Linked DNA regions of Capra hircus: region 1 is linked to region 2. Evidence: chromatin contacts called from public Hi-C data. All regions are on one chromosome and are shown on one strand. The core of a region is the stretch at or near the end of the contact, and the rest is flanking DNA. Distances in the headings are between cores, read along the strand shown. Region 1 holds the start of CDNF (cerebral dopamine neurotrophic factor). Region 2 overlaps FAM107B (protein FAM107B).

Region 1 (6,077 bases), core at 3,006-5,505, 250 kb after region 2:
AAAGAATTGATGCTTTTGAACTGTGGTGTTAGAGAAGACTCTTGAGAGTCCTTTGGATAGCAAGGAGATCCAACTGGTCAATCCTAAAGGAAATCAGTCTTGAATATTCATTGGAAGGACTGATGCTGAAGCTGAAACTGAAACTCCAATACTTTGGCCACCTGATGCAAAGAACTGAGTCACTGGAAAGACCCTGATGCTGGGAAAGATTGAAGGCAGCAGAAGGGGACGACAGAGGATGAGATGGTTGGATGGCATCACTGACTCAATGGATGTGAGTTTGAGTAAACTTCAGGAGTTGGTGATGGACAAGGAGGCCTGGAGTGCTGCAGTCCATGGGGTCACAAAGAGTTGGACACGACTGAGCGCCTGAACTGAACAAAATGGTGTTAAAGGATGAGACCACAGGATAGGGAGAGATCCCAGGTCTCAGTGTGATGTTAACTCCATTGTGTAGGAGTTGAAAAGATGTAAAGAACCAGAAGAGACTGAAATAAGAAGCCAAAGGATGAGAACAAAGAATGAGTGTGTCCCAGGAGACAGTGAAGAAAGTGTTAAAAGGGAGGGACTAACTGATCAGTTGTGTTGAATGTTACTGATACAATGTGGAAAACATGCATTTTGCTAAGTTTAACTAGCAAATAGACCAAGTATGCAAAGGAGATACCTGCTGTAGTGATCAATGCAGAAACCATCTTTAAAGCTTCCTGGTGACCTCTGATTCCCCTCTTCCTGCAAAAGAAACCCTGTGTTCTGATGCCTCAAAGCTCCTTCTCTATTCTCAAATACACCTTCAGATGATATCCACACTTCAACTGTTGCTCTGTCAATGTATTACCTAGATGATGGAAGTTGGGAATTCTAACTTACACTTTGAATGATACACTTTTGACTCACTAAAAGCTATATAACCTGTTATTGAAGCACTATATAATGCGTGTTCAACAGAATTGAACTATGCACCATTGTAGCTGCTGGAGATGATGTGGGAAGAGAAAAGGTCTTGACTGTCAAGGAAGGCACACATGGAGGAAGCCAAAATGATTTCTCAACACCATGAGACAGGTACTAGATGCAAAAGGGAGGCACCTCCCTGGAGGAAGTTGGAAGATCAGTAAAAGATACTATGTATGGGGATTACATGATCACCACACTAGGGGAAGGATGCAATTGTGGCAGCTGAAAATGGTGAAGGTTGGTAACAAGGCATTGGAGCCGGGCAGAAGAAAGGAGCAGAGTCAATCAGAAGGTAGAGTCAATAGCCCCAGTGTTTGATGGGTTTAGGGGATCAGGGAGAGAAGTCTAGTCTAGCGGAATAGTTATATACTGGTGTCATAGCATAACAGACTTGGGGGACTGAGAAGGAGAGGAGAAAGTAACTTTGCTTTGTGACTCTGTTGAGTTTGAAGTAGAAGATATCTAAATAGAGGTGTTCAGTTGTCAATTGGATGCAAGATCTGGGACTCCAGAAAGGAGATGGGGTCGGTATAAACATCTGGGATTAATCAGACTATGGGTAGGTCAATTCCAATTGCATAGAAGAGTGTGTAGACTGAGAAGAGAAGAGGGCAGAGGGCAAAATTCTGGAAAATTCTAATACTGAAGCCATGGCTAGAGAATTAGAAACTTACAGATACTGTCAAACAAATGACCACAGAGACAGGAAGCAAAAGCAGGGGTAAAGCAGTATCATAGCCATGAAGAGAAGAAATTTTAAGGACTTCCCTGGTGATCCAGTGGTTAAGACTCTACCATTCCACTGCAGGGGGTGCAGGTTCCATCCCTGGTAGAGGAACTAACATCCACATGCCACCTGGCATGGCCAAAAGGGAGAGAAGAAAATTTCTGAGAAAGTCAGGGGTGTCCCATGGCAAAGAGAAGTCACAGTAAGAATGGAAAAGATTCCTTGTGCTTACATGAAGAGAGTAATATCACTATAAATCAACTAACAAATTAGTTTAAGGATTCTGGCATGTATTTAACCAGATAACCATACTCCTTTTACTTATGCTATAGGGTTTGATTTATTAAAATTAGTCCCATAAGTGAATATATAATTATCAAAGTAAAAAAGAATTTTAATAGTCCCATAATACTATCCTTTAAATGAGATTCAGAAATATTTACTTTTTTTTTTCAATAAGCTTCACATGACCTACAACAATCAGAAACTTAAATATTCTCAGGACTCAGGCAGATAAAATGAATGGGTAAACCAATCCAAGCACCAATGGGCTGTCCTTTCTGAAAAGAGCAGCCACAGCTAATTCCCACTATATGGAATTAGACAGATGGGCTAGTCTTGACTGGTAACCTGGTTTTCAAGATAAGTCAGAATCTGAATTTTTAAATATGACATCTCCAAATTTCAAAATACAGCCAATTAATTTTGATGTTTTGTCAGTTTTTTTATTGATAAAAGAAATCAGTGGTGTCCCATGCCACAGAATAGTCATGATAAGAATGGAAATTTGCTCTACATTATGTATAGTATAGCATTTTAATCTTACGATGGGAAGTTAATTGGCTAATGATAAAGACTCATAAGCAGAAACAGACCCAGATCTAGATTTTTTTGTTTTGTTCTAAAACCAGCATTTCCTTCGCTATGATTCTACAGTGTTAACAAAGGGGAACACACACCCAGGTTAGTCAGACATGCAGGTTAATAATCACAATATGCTGTAATAAATTCAAGTTAGAAGCTTCAGATTTAATTAATCCATATGTTCTGGCTCTTCTGAAATGTTTGTAAGTAGAAACTCCGGAAACTAAACTGCTAATGATTAATCCAATCAATTGTTTATGCCTTATAAGTTCTGCTTTATATGTGTAGGACCAAGTTAAGTTATACAGGACCTTTAAACAAAATTACGATATTTAGCTGAGTAACTGCCTGTATCTAAAGTTTGATAATAACATCATGTAGGTATTTTAAATTTCTGGAGAAAAGCTTAATTATTGCAGGGCCCACAGAAAACTGGACTCCAATAGTGAAGACTTATTCACTTATATGGTACAGTCTGTAGTTACCCATTCATTCAACATGTATTGTGAGGTTATCATTTCCTGTTATGTGAGAATAGATTTTCAGGCTTAGGGCTAAGTGAAGGATATACATCTAAGGTAATTATTTCAATGAATTAAACACGAGGTAAGTGCTCCAATAGCCCAGGAGGAAGGGGCTTAAAGTCAAAGTAGCTCAGTCGTGTCCGACTCTGCGACCCCATAGACTATACAGTCCATGGAATTCTCCTGGCGAGAATACTGGAGTGGGTAGCCTTTCCCTTCTCCAGGGGATCTTCCCAATCCAGGGATCGAACCCAGGTCTCCCTGATTGCAGGCAGATTCTTTACCAGCTGAGCCACAAGGAAAACCCAGAGAGGGAGGAGCTAGCACAGCTGATTATCTTCTTTGATCTCGTTAACAGCCCTCTGAGATAGGATTATCACGTTGATTTTTCAAGAACCAGTTACAGTGCCAGTTGGAGCCAGAAGGCTGAGTGGGACATAGACCCATATATTCTAGCTGCAAGTCCACAGAGGAGATTCTGTGAACAGCAAAGGACTCATTCTGTATTCCTTTTTCTAACCAGTTAAAGTACTCCTTTGTAAAGCACCTTTTCCCTTTGAAGTCCTAACAAATGTTAATTCTGTCCTCTGATTTAAGCCATTTCACCTCAGTTACAGAGAGTTTGTCACGTTTTGTCTTTTTGGGAGTTACAAACTAATTTGAACTTAAAGACTTCTGTGCACTACAAGTGTTGCCGGTTAGGACAGCACGTGCCTCTGCAGCTAGACGTGTGTGCACAAAATTGAGCCCAAATCTAAACGCACCAGCTTTGACAGCGGCGGTTTAATAGAGCAAGACCAAGAACGCAGTCTGAAGGTGTCACTGGGCCCAGCTCGAACTTTTGCCTAGGCTTGGACGAAGGCGATCAGAAACCAGGGCCAGGGCCCGCATTCCTGAGTGCAATGTTATTAATAGCCAAGGCTGGGAGACGCCAAAGCTAACAACAGCTGCGCTGTGACCTGGTGACATCGCCATGCAAGCAGGTCTCACACCGCTCACCTTCACAGTCGGCGCCCGGGATTCCCCCGGCCTCCTGGCCCTGCGCCCGCCCCGGGTTAGAGACCCAAAGTCCGGCGCAAAAGGCCACCATTGCGGCTGCGCCGCCGCACCACATGCTGAGCCAGCAGTTTCAAACTCCTCGCCACCTACGAAAAGAACAGCCGCCCGGGTACCGCCCGTAGTACGCAGCAGCGCGGAGCCTGGGATACAATGAATCTACCCGAAGTTGCTAGGACAAATGACGCAACTCAACCGTGAGTTTCCATTGGCTCTCAGGAAAAAGGGGTGGGACGAAGGAGCCGTTTCGTTACCCATCCCCGATCTGCGCGTGCGCAATATCGCTCAAGCGGTGCTGCTCCGGCGGGGAGAGACTCACAATAGCTAATCGCCGACTGCGCGACAGAAAAGGCGGGACCTTCACGCTGATTGGCGGCGACGCGGGCGGCCTCGGCGAGGGCCGGGGCGCAGTGGGTGGACGGGAACGTGAAGTCTCCGCGGTGCCTGATGGGGCTGTGCTGCGGCCCGGCGCTGTTGCTGCTGGGAAACCACCCGTTAGTGTTGTCGGCGTCTCTGCCGCCTCATGGCGGCCATCGGGGTTCACCTGGGCTGCACATCAGCTTGTGTGGCCGTCTATAAGGTGAGGGCCTCGGGGAGCTGGGTTGCGGGTGCAGCGTCCTTTGGGTACGAGGCCAAGTCCTTTGGTCTGCGGGGTTGTGAACGGCGTGTCGCCGGCCTAGGGACGTCGCACGAAGAGGCGATTCTGCGAGGAAGTCTTGGGGCTAAGGGCTGGGCGGACTCGGCCTCTTCCCCCGCGGCCCTCAGGAAAGGCAGCTGCGGACCCAGCACATCCTGGGCGCAGGAGGACCGGACGACATCCTGTGTTCCGAAGGCCTCCAAGCCCAGGGGCGGACCCAGGGACTTTCTGGGCGCCGGAGGCCCCGGGGCGGGGGCGGACCCGGGAACGTCCTGGGCGCTTGAGGCCCCGGGGGTTTGGGGGGAGGACCCAGGGACACGCTGGGAGCTGGAGTCCCCCCCGGGGGTGGGGACGGACCCGGCCACGTCCTGGGCGCTGCAAGCCTAGAGGAGGAAGGCGGACCTGGGGACCTCATGGACGCAGGAGGCCGGGATGGGAGACCCGAGCGTCTGGTACCCGGAGGTTTCTGGACGTTTGCCAAGAAGGAGCAAGGTGGCCGCGATCTGGAACTGGACCTGTTAATCCCGAGAAGCGTAGGAAGCTAGTTGATGGTGTGTGCTCTATTCACTTGTCCTTTCTGGAAATGAGTGTGTGACTAGGAGTTTAGGGCTTCTTCTCGTCTGTGGGGAGGCGGAAGGAACAATAATAAGGGACAGCCCTGATACTCGTCTCACGGTTAAACGTCAAATGATTTGTAAGGAAAGGCCGAAGGATTGTTGCTAATTCATCATATGTAAAAAGAGAGAAGAAGGATGAGCGTTTACAGGGAAAAGGAGAAGGGATAGAAAGGTTAATGTATTAACACGTTATTTTATATGGAGAGGTTATTATTACGTCTTTTCTGTTATCAGCTATGCAGAACAGACTGAAAAGAGGCAGCTGGTTGTAGAAGTCTGGTCTTCTTAAGATCTAGGAAATACAGTAAAGCAGTTTTTGTTTCCATGTATATGTCAGTCACAGGGCTCCACATATGTCTGAATGTATCTAAGGAGACTATGTATTTCATTTCAGAATAACTAATACAGTTGTGTGTTTACCTCTAGGATGGCCGGGCTGATGTGGTTGCAAATGATGCAGGCGACAGAGTTACTCCAGCCATTGTTGCTTACTCAAAACATGAAGAGGTACCATTCTCCTCATTTTTGTACCTTGAAATAAGTATAAAATGACATATTTAATAGATTGCTCTTTTTCAGGTTGTTGGATTGGCAGCAAAACAAAGTAGAATAAGGAATATTTCAAACACAGTAATGAAAGTCAAGCAGATCCTTGGCAGAAGGTATGGAGTAAAATAATACTTTGACCTATGGTA
Region 2 (5,856 bases), core at 978-3,477:
ACACGCCGTAACCATACATGTCTGTCTAGTCTGTGAAAGGGCCAGAAACACTTTGTCTCCAGCTTTAAATCCGAGGGTCCAGCCAAGTGTCTGGCACATGGCAGAAGCTGAATAAACTTTGAACTTAATCAAATCTGTAATAAACAGAAAGAAGACAGAGCCCCTGTGAGCAAGCTCCTGGATGGAAGACAGACTCCATCTTTATTTCTGCCCATGAAATCAATGCCCCAAGCAAATACCCAAGTGAAAGACAGAGAGAGAGTGTGTGTGTGTGTGTGTGTGTGTACACACGGGGCAGGGGTGCAGGCAGGAGAGATGTGGCTATGTGCTTCCATGGACTCTGGCATGGGGGTGGGGGAGTGGGGGTATAATCGAAAAGAATAAAGATGCAATCTCAAGTAGAATTTAGAAATAAGTAAAACGGGTCCAGAGGCCGGTAGCTACAAGTAGGAGTCTTGGGTCTCAAAGTCATCAGTGATGTTTCCTGAATCTCTGAACTGTCCTCAACAGCAGCCAACAATTTCCCAACACTTTAGATACAGCACCTGTGGGTACGTGATCACACCTGATCCCAGTGACAGTCCTATGAACAGAAGCACTAGAATCTTTATTTCACAGACAATAAACAGAGGAATAAAAGTTAAAATAACTTGCCTAAGCTAATTTTGCCAATAGTGTAAATCTCAGACTTGAAAAAAAAATGAAAATTAACACTCTCTGATCTGAAAACTCATGTTCTGTCTCCCAAATTACAATTTTTCCTATTTTTAATAGAAAGATCTTTTGAAAATTGACATGAAATAAAGAGGGAAAAAGAATAAATTAAATCAACTAAAACAGAAACACTGTGGCTGCATCATTTGTGTATTTTAGGTATAAATGCACGGCCAAGCAATAATACACACGTATCTAACAGACTGGGCTTCCCTCGTAGCTCAGTTAGTAAAGCATCTGCCTGCAGTGCAGTAGACCCGGGTTCGATTCCTGGGTTGGGAAGATCCCCTGGAGAAGGAAATGGCAACCCACTCCAGTAGTCTTGCCTGGAGAATCCCATGGACAGAGGAGCCTGGCAGGCTACAGTCCATGGGGTTGCAAGAGTCAAAAACGACTTAGCAACTAAACCACCACCACCCCATCTAACAGATTAAACCAAATATTCCTTAAATGCTACCTGCATTGATCTTTTAAAAGACAAGTATGTCTGCAGCCTCCCCCAAATGGAAACTCACGAATTGGGCCTGTCATAGGTCAGCGATCCCATCACATCAGCCTGCCTATTTGAACTGGCCCCTCAGAGAATGCACTCCTTAGTGGAGACTGGAGAAGTGCCAGACAGACCTGCAGGCAGTCTTGATTTTGTTTAAAAGCCAACAGCAGTTTCATCTAGTTAATCAGTAGACAAGAAGGCAATGAGCTGCCATAAAAGGATTAGTCCCTCTGTCCTAAACCAAGGATAATCTCCCCGACCTCACATCCAGATTCCTGCCTCCTGAGGTCAAGGTGTCAGCAGGGTAGGGGAGCCTGTAGACCTGGGGAGAAGAGTGTTCCAGACTCGGGGAATAGAGAGTCAGGAGCACGCCTGATGCATCTGAGGAAGGAGGGACATGAGTGAAGGTGGGGATGGAGGGGGACCAGTGGGGGCACCAGAGAGGGGTGGGATTCGATGCGGGGACTTGAAGGCCAGTGCCAGCGCTCTGGCTTTTGCCCTGAGTGACAGCAAAGAACCATTCAGGGCTCTGAGCAGGAAGGGACGAGCTCTGACTCATGTGTCTGGACAATTATTCTAGCCGAGTGTAGGACAGGCCCAGCACAGCCAAGGAAAGACTCCAGGAGGCAGCTGTCAGGGGACCCAGGTGAGAGATGGGTGCAGCAGACCGGATGTCATTTCATTTCAGCGCTTGGGACTTCCTGAAGGACTGTACACCAGGAGTGAGACACACAGAGGGGTCGAGGGTGCCTCCAAGGGCTCTGGCCTGAGCAACGAGGACAGAGCTGCTGTGGTGGAGGCTGTGAGCACAGCAGACGGGAGTGAGGTCAGGAGCTCCCTTTGGGACATGCTGGGTTGGAGATGTCCCTGGACACCCGGGTGACTGAGGGAAGCAGCTGAGGCAGTGAGGGCCCAGACCCTGGGGGGCTCCTTCCTGGTCCTACTAAGTGACTGCCGGGGTCTCTCACTTCACCTCTCCCACAACCCCCCAACCCTCCACTCCCACTATTCCCATGACAGGAGGCCACACAGATGCCCACTGCCCCTGGCTCCCAGGGGGCAGGGCTGGGGCTCACTGTCTGGGGCCTTGGCGGCAAGAGACAGATTGAGCTTCCTGTGCACACAGCGAGCAGACTTCAGCTCTGAGCCTAGAGCACAAGCTCTAGCTTGCATTCTTCTTCACTTTCTCTTAAGACGAGGGGCCTGAGAAGCCTCTCTTTTTCCACTGGCAGAGAGGCCTGAGACAGAATCGGCCTGTCTCCTGCTGGACAGAGGCAGACAGGCCACGGGTGGGCAGCGGCTGAGGGAGCTCTGCCCATAAACGAAGGCACAGACTTCTTCCTTCTTCTCTCTCCCTGGTTTGTCCTTCATCCAAGTGGAGACAGGAAAGGGGGCCCCAGCCTGAGTCAAGTGTACAGACCTCAAGCGAGACTGCAAACTAGTCTGAGGGGAAAGCTGTGGTCACAGGGAGTGAACCATGCTGGGGTCTGGGAAAGGTTATGTATGAGAAGGAAGGTGGCCCTGAAAACTGTACACGATAGAGGCCCTGCACCCATGAACTGCTCCCCACTCCTGTGTGGGTGCGCACTCAGTCGCACGACTGTGTCTGAGTCTGCAACCCCACGGACGGTAGCCCACCAGTCTCAGACTCTTGTCTGTGGAATTCTCCAGGCAAAAATACTGCAGTGAGTTGCCATTCTCTTCTCCAAGGGATCTTCCCGACCCAGGAATCGAACCCAGGTCTCCCGCACTGCGAGCAGATTCTTTACAGTCTGAGTTACCAGATACATTGCACTGGGTCGAAGACTAATCCTTAAATGAAGGAACAGAATCCAGGAAGAACCACCAGGAGAGGGAGCCCCGGAGCTGCCTGGAGTCTCAAGCAACGTGGCTTAAAGCCTGAGCAACCAGTAATCCACAGCCCAGAAGGAAAGAGGAGACAGAAAAATGTCTGGAAGTAAAGGCACTTTGAAATGGATATCAGTATTGCTACATGAAACCTTCTTCCAGAAATTAACATGAAGACACTCTTATCAGATACACGCACCTGGACCAGTAACTGATTCATAAAGGGATTTCTTAAAAACTATCAAGTCAGTGAAGGAAAATGAGGGTCAGCTCAGTAGAGAAGCCCCCTTCATGTTCTCTCTGGTAACTTTTTCCTTTTTTTAAAAGCTTTTTCTTCTTTTAAATGATGGAGCCCATTAAATCTCATTGCTGTTTGCTGGTGTGTTTGCTTGTTTTAATGATAATAAAGCATTCTTTACAATCCCCTAACTCACTGGGAAGTCTCCCTAGGTTTACTCACCCCCTCCCCTCATGTAAGCCACAGTCGATGGTAACTTTCAATGGTTCTAAGACCCGTTCATGCTACCGACATTAAGACCTTTCTGCAAAATGTGAAGTCTATCACACGCACATGGAGTTCTGAATGGCTCTGGCTGCAGTGTAAGGCATGTACCAAGGGGACAGGGCTGATGTTGAGAAACTCTGATGCTGTTTTGAGGTCGAGGGGATTCAGTGAAAGATTTTAAGCTGAGGAATAAAAACACAGATTTGCATTTTAGACAGACACTAACACTGTACACTAAAAATGTAACCTGATGAGAATTCTGCCTTTGATTCCTGTGAATGAGCAAAATCATTACTAAACTCCACTGCCCCAGAAGAGAGGGGAATTCCAGCCTTATAGATGCCCTCTTGAGTCCTTCTTTGCATTTTTCCCCTTTTCAAAAGTTAACCGTGGGTCCAGGCCTCTGCTAGTCCCGGGTATTTTGTGTTGACTGCTTTTCAGAGGTGAATAACCATCCCCACAGAAAAATTCCACAACTGGATGAATAAACATTCACTGCATCTGGGTTTCCCATTAGACTATTCCTGGCTCCAGGAGTTCATTTTCAAATTTCTACATCACAAAGATAATTTTATTATTTTTTTTGTAGGGCTTGTGGGAATCTTAGTTCCCTGACCAGGGACTGAACCCAGATACTCATTAATTCATAGTCCTAGCCCCTAGGCCACCAGGGAATTCCCACAAAGATAAAAGTTAAAACTTAGTCCTCGGAGATATTGCAGGTTTGGTTCTAGACCACAATAAACTGAGTACTGAAATAAAACAAGTCACCCAAATTTTGGGGTCTTCCCTCATGGCTCAGCTGGTAAAGAATCCACCTGCAATGCAAGAGACTTGGATTCGATCCCTGGGTTAGGAAGATCCCCTGGAGAAGAGAAAAGCTACCCACTCCAGTATTCTGGCCTGGAGAACTCCATAGACTGTATAGCCCATGGGGTCACAAAGAGTCAGACATGACTGAGCGACTTTCACTTCACTTCACCTCAGTACATATCAAAGTTATATTTATACTATAAAATAAAACAATCCTCTGAGAGGAAAAAAATCAAAATTTACAGATTATGCTAAGTTCCATGTCCACCTCAATATTTAAAATCTATCTAAAGCACTCATAAATGAATCCTTTAGAAAACAACACCTGAAACCTATCAGTGCATGCAGGTTACAGCTATACCAGAACCAAACCGAAGCTAAACAATTAAATGTCTGAAGTACTGCAACTTCTGGGAAAGTAATTCCCAGGAAGTTTTTAAGAGCATTTGTTTCCCAGGCTGTCTCTAAGAGATTTACTTGGAAAAATCCAAGTCACTTAAGCTTGCACACCAGCCAAGTCCAGGCTCGGGTCAACCTGGAAGAGCAAAGGACTGTCCCTGGAGCCATGGCAGTCTCCCTCAGCACCCACAGTTCCCAGAAGGGAGCCTGGTTGTGAGGAGGAAGGCCTTGAGAGAGCAGAAAGTGAGTTAAAATGGGAATTTCTCCCAAACACCCAAGGGCTTCACTTACAAAACTCCTGAGCCTGGGAACAACCTGAAGATTCAGTCTTGTTGACAGGAGATCGTGGCACTATCTGGGACCCAAAGGCATCAGACAAGTGCCCAGATGACCTTCGTGGCCACAAACTCAACAAAGGCAGACAAGTGACGCCGAACCAGAGCAATCCACGCGAGCTCAGAAACGTGGCTTTTCCAACTGTGCCGGGCCCACCGCTGCTGGAATTTCAGACTCGCAATAAACTGGCCACAGAGATGCTGCCACACGCTTGCCAAACAGTGACGTGCTTGGGAAAATACCAAACTCGTTTTCTCATCCTTAAAGAACGTATTTTTATATTAAAAAAATAAGGCACACATTTTATATTTAGAAGATGGGAACGAAGGCAAGAGAAACCTTGGGAAGACAGAACACGTGCCCACGTTTAAGATCTCAACTGGACCAAGTGAGACGGGACCAACCAGTAGGTGGCGATGGCTCCACAAATAACACGGTGTCCGTTTCCAGGATGACGCCTGGTGGAGCAGGGCCACCTCACCCAGACCCTCAGCACTGTTAGCAAAAGCATCAGAGACAAGCCACAAGAGGAATCCACTGTGGAGTCACTATGCATCATCTCTCGGTGTTCTGCATAAGCGTCTCCCCATCACTTAAGCCTCACAATGGCCCAGTGAGGCAGGAGTTTCTATTCCGTGTAAGTCTCCCCATTCCCTCTGAGCTCAGACAGCTTCAAGGATGTAGGCTCCGATCACACCAAATGGGTCTAAATTCCAGCTCTCATTTACTGTAAGTGTGATTTGGGGTT

Evidence for each region. A called contact is a pair of places that touch in the nucleus more often than the background predicts.
Region 1: a contact with region 2 is called in a Hi-C map of liver, with 2.6 times the contacts expected there. The contact joins the promoter of CDNF here to the enhancer-like site in region 2. A contact is called at or near these places in 3 of 5 Hi-C or Micro-C datasets (blood and liver).

The regions. Positions count from the first base shown.
Region 1 is chr13:28,803,277-28,809,353 of ARS1.2, forward strand. CDNF (cerebral dopamine neurotrophic factor) reads right to left here and starts at 4,256. Exons shown (of 4, transcript XM_018057133.1): 1 at 4,072-4,256. The coding sequence starts at 4,186. HSPA14 (heat shock 70 kDa protein 14) reads left to right here and starts at 4,426. Exons shown (of 14, transcript XM_005687958.3): 1 at 4,426-4,708; 2 at 5,809-5,889; 3 at 5,962-6,044. The coding sequence starts at 4,652.
Region 2 is chr13:28,555,069-28,560,924 of ARS1.2, forward strand. The region is part of intron 2 of FAM107B (protein FAM107B); the gene reads right to left. Among named protein-coding and RNA genes, the nearest start is that of FAM107B, 190 kb to the right of the region's middle. Within about 2 kb of position 2,228, at least 1 of the 5 cell types and tissues checked has an H3K27ac peak or open chromatin away from gene starts, as enhancers often do.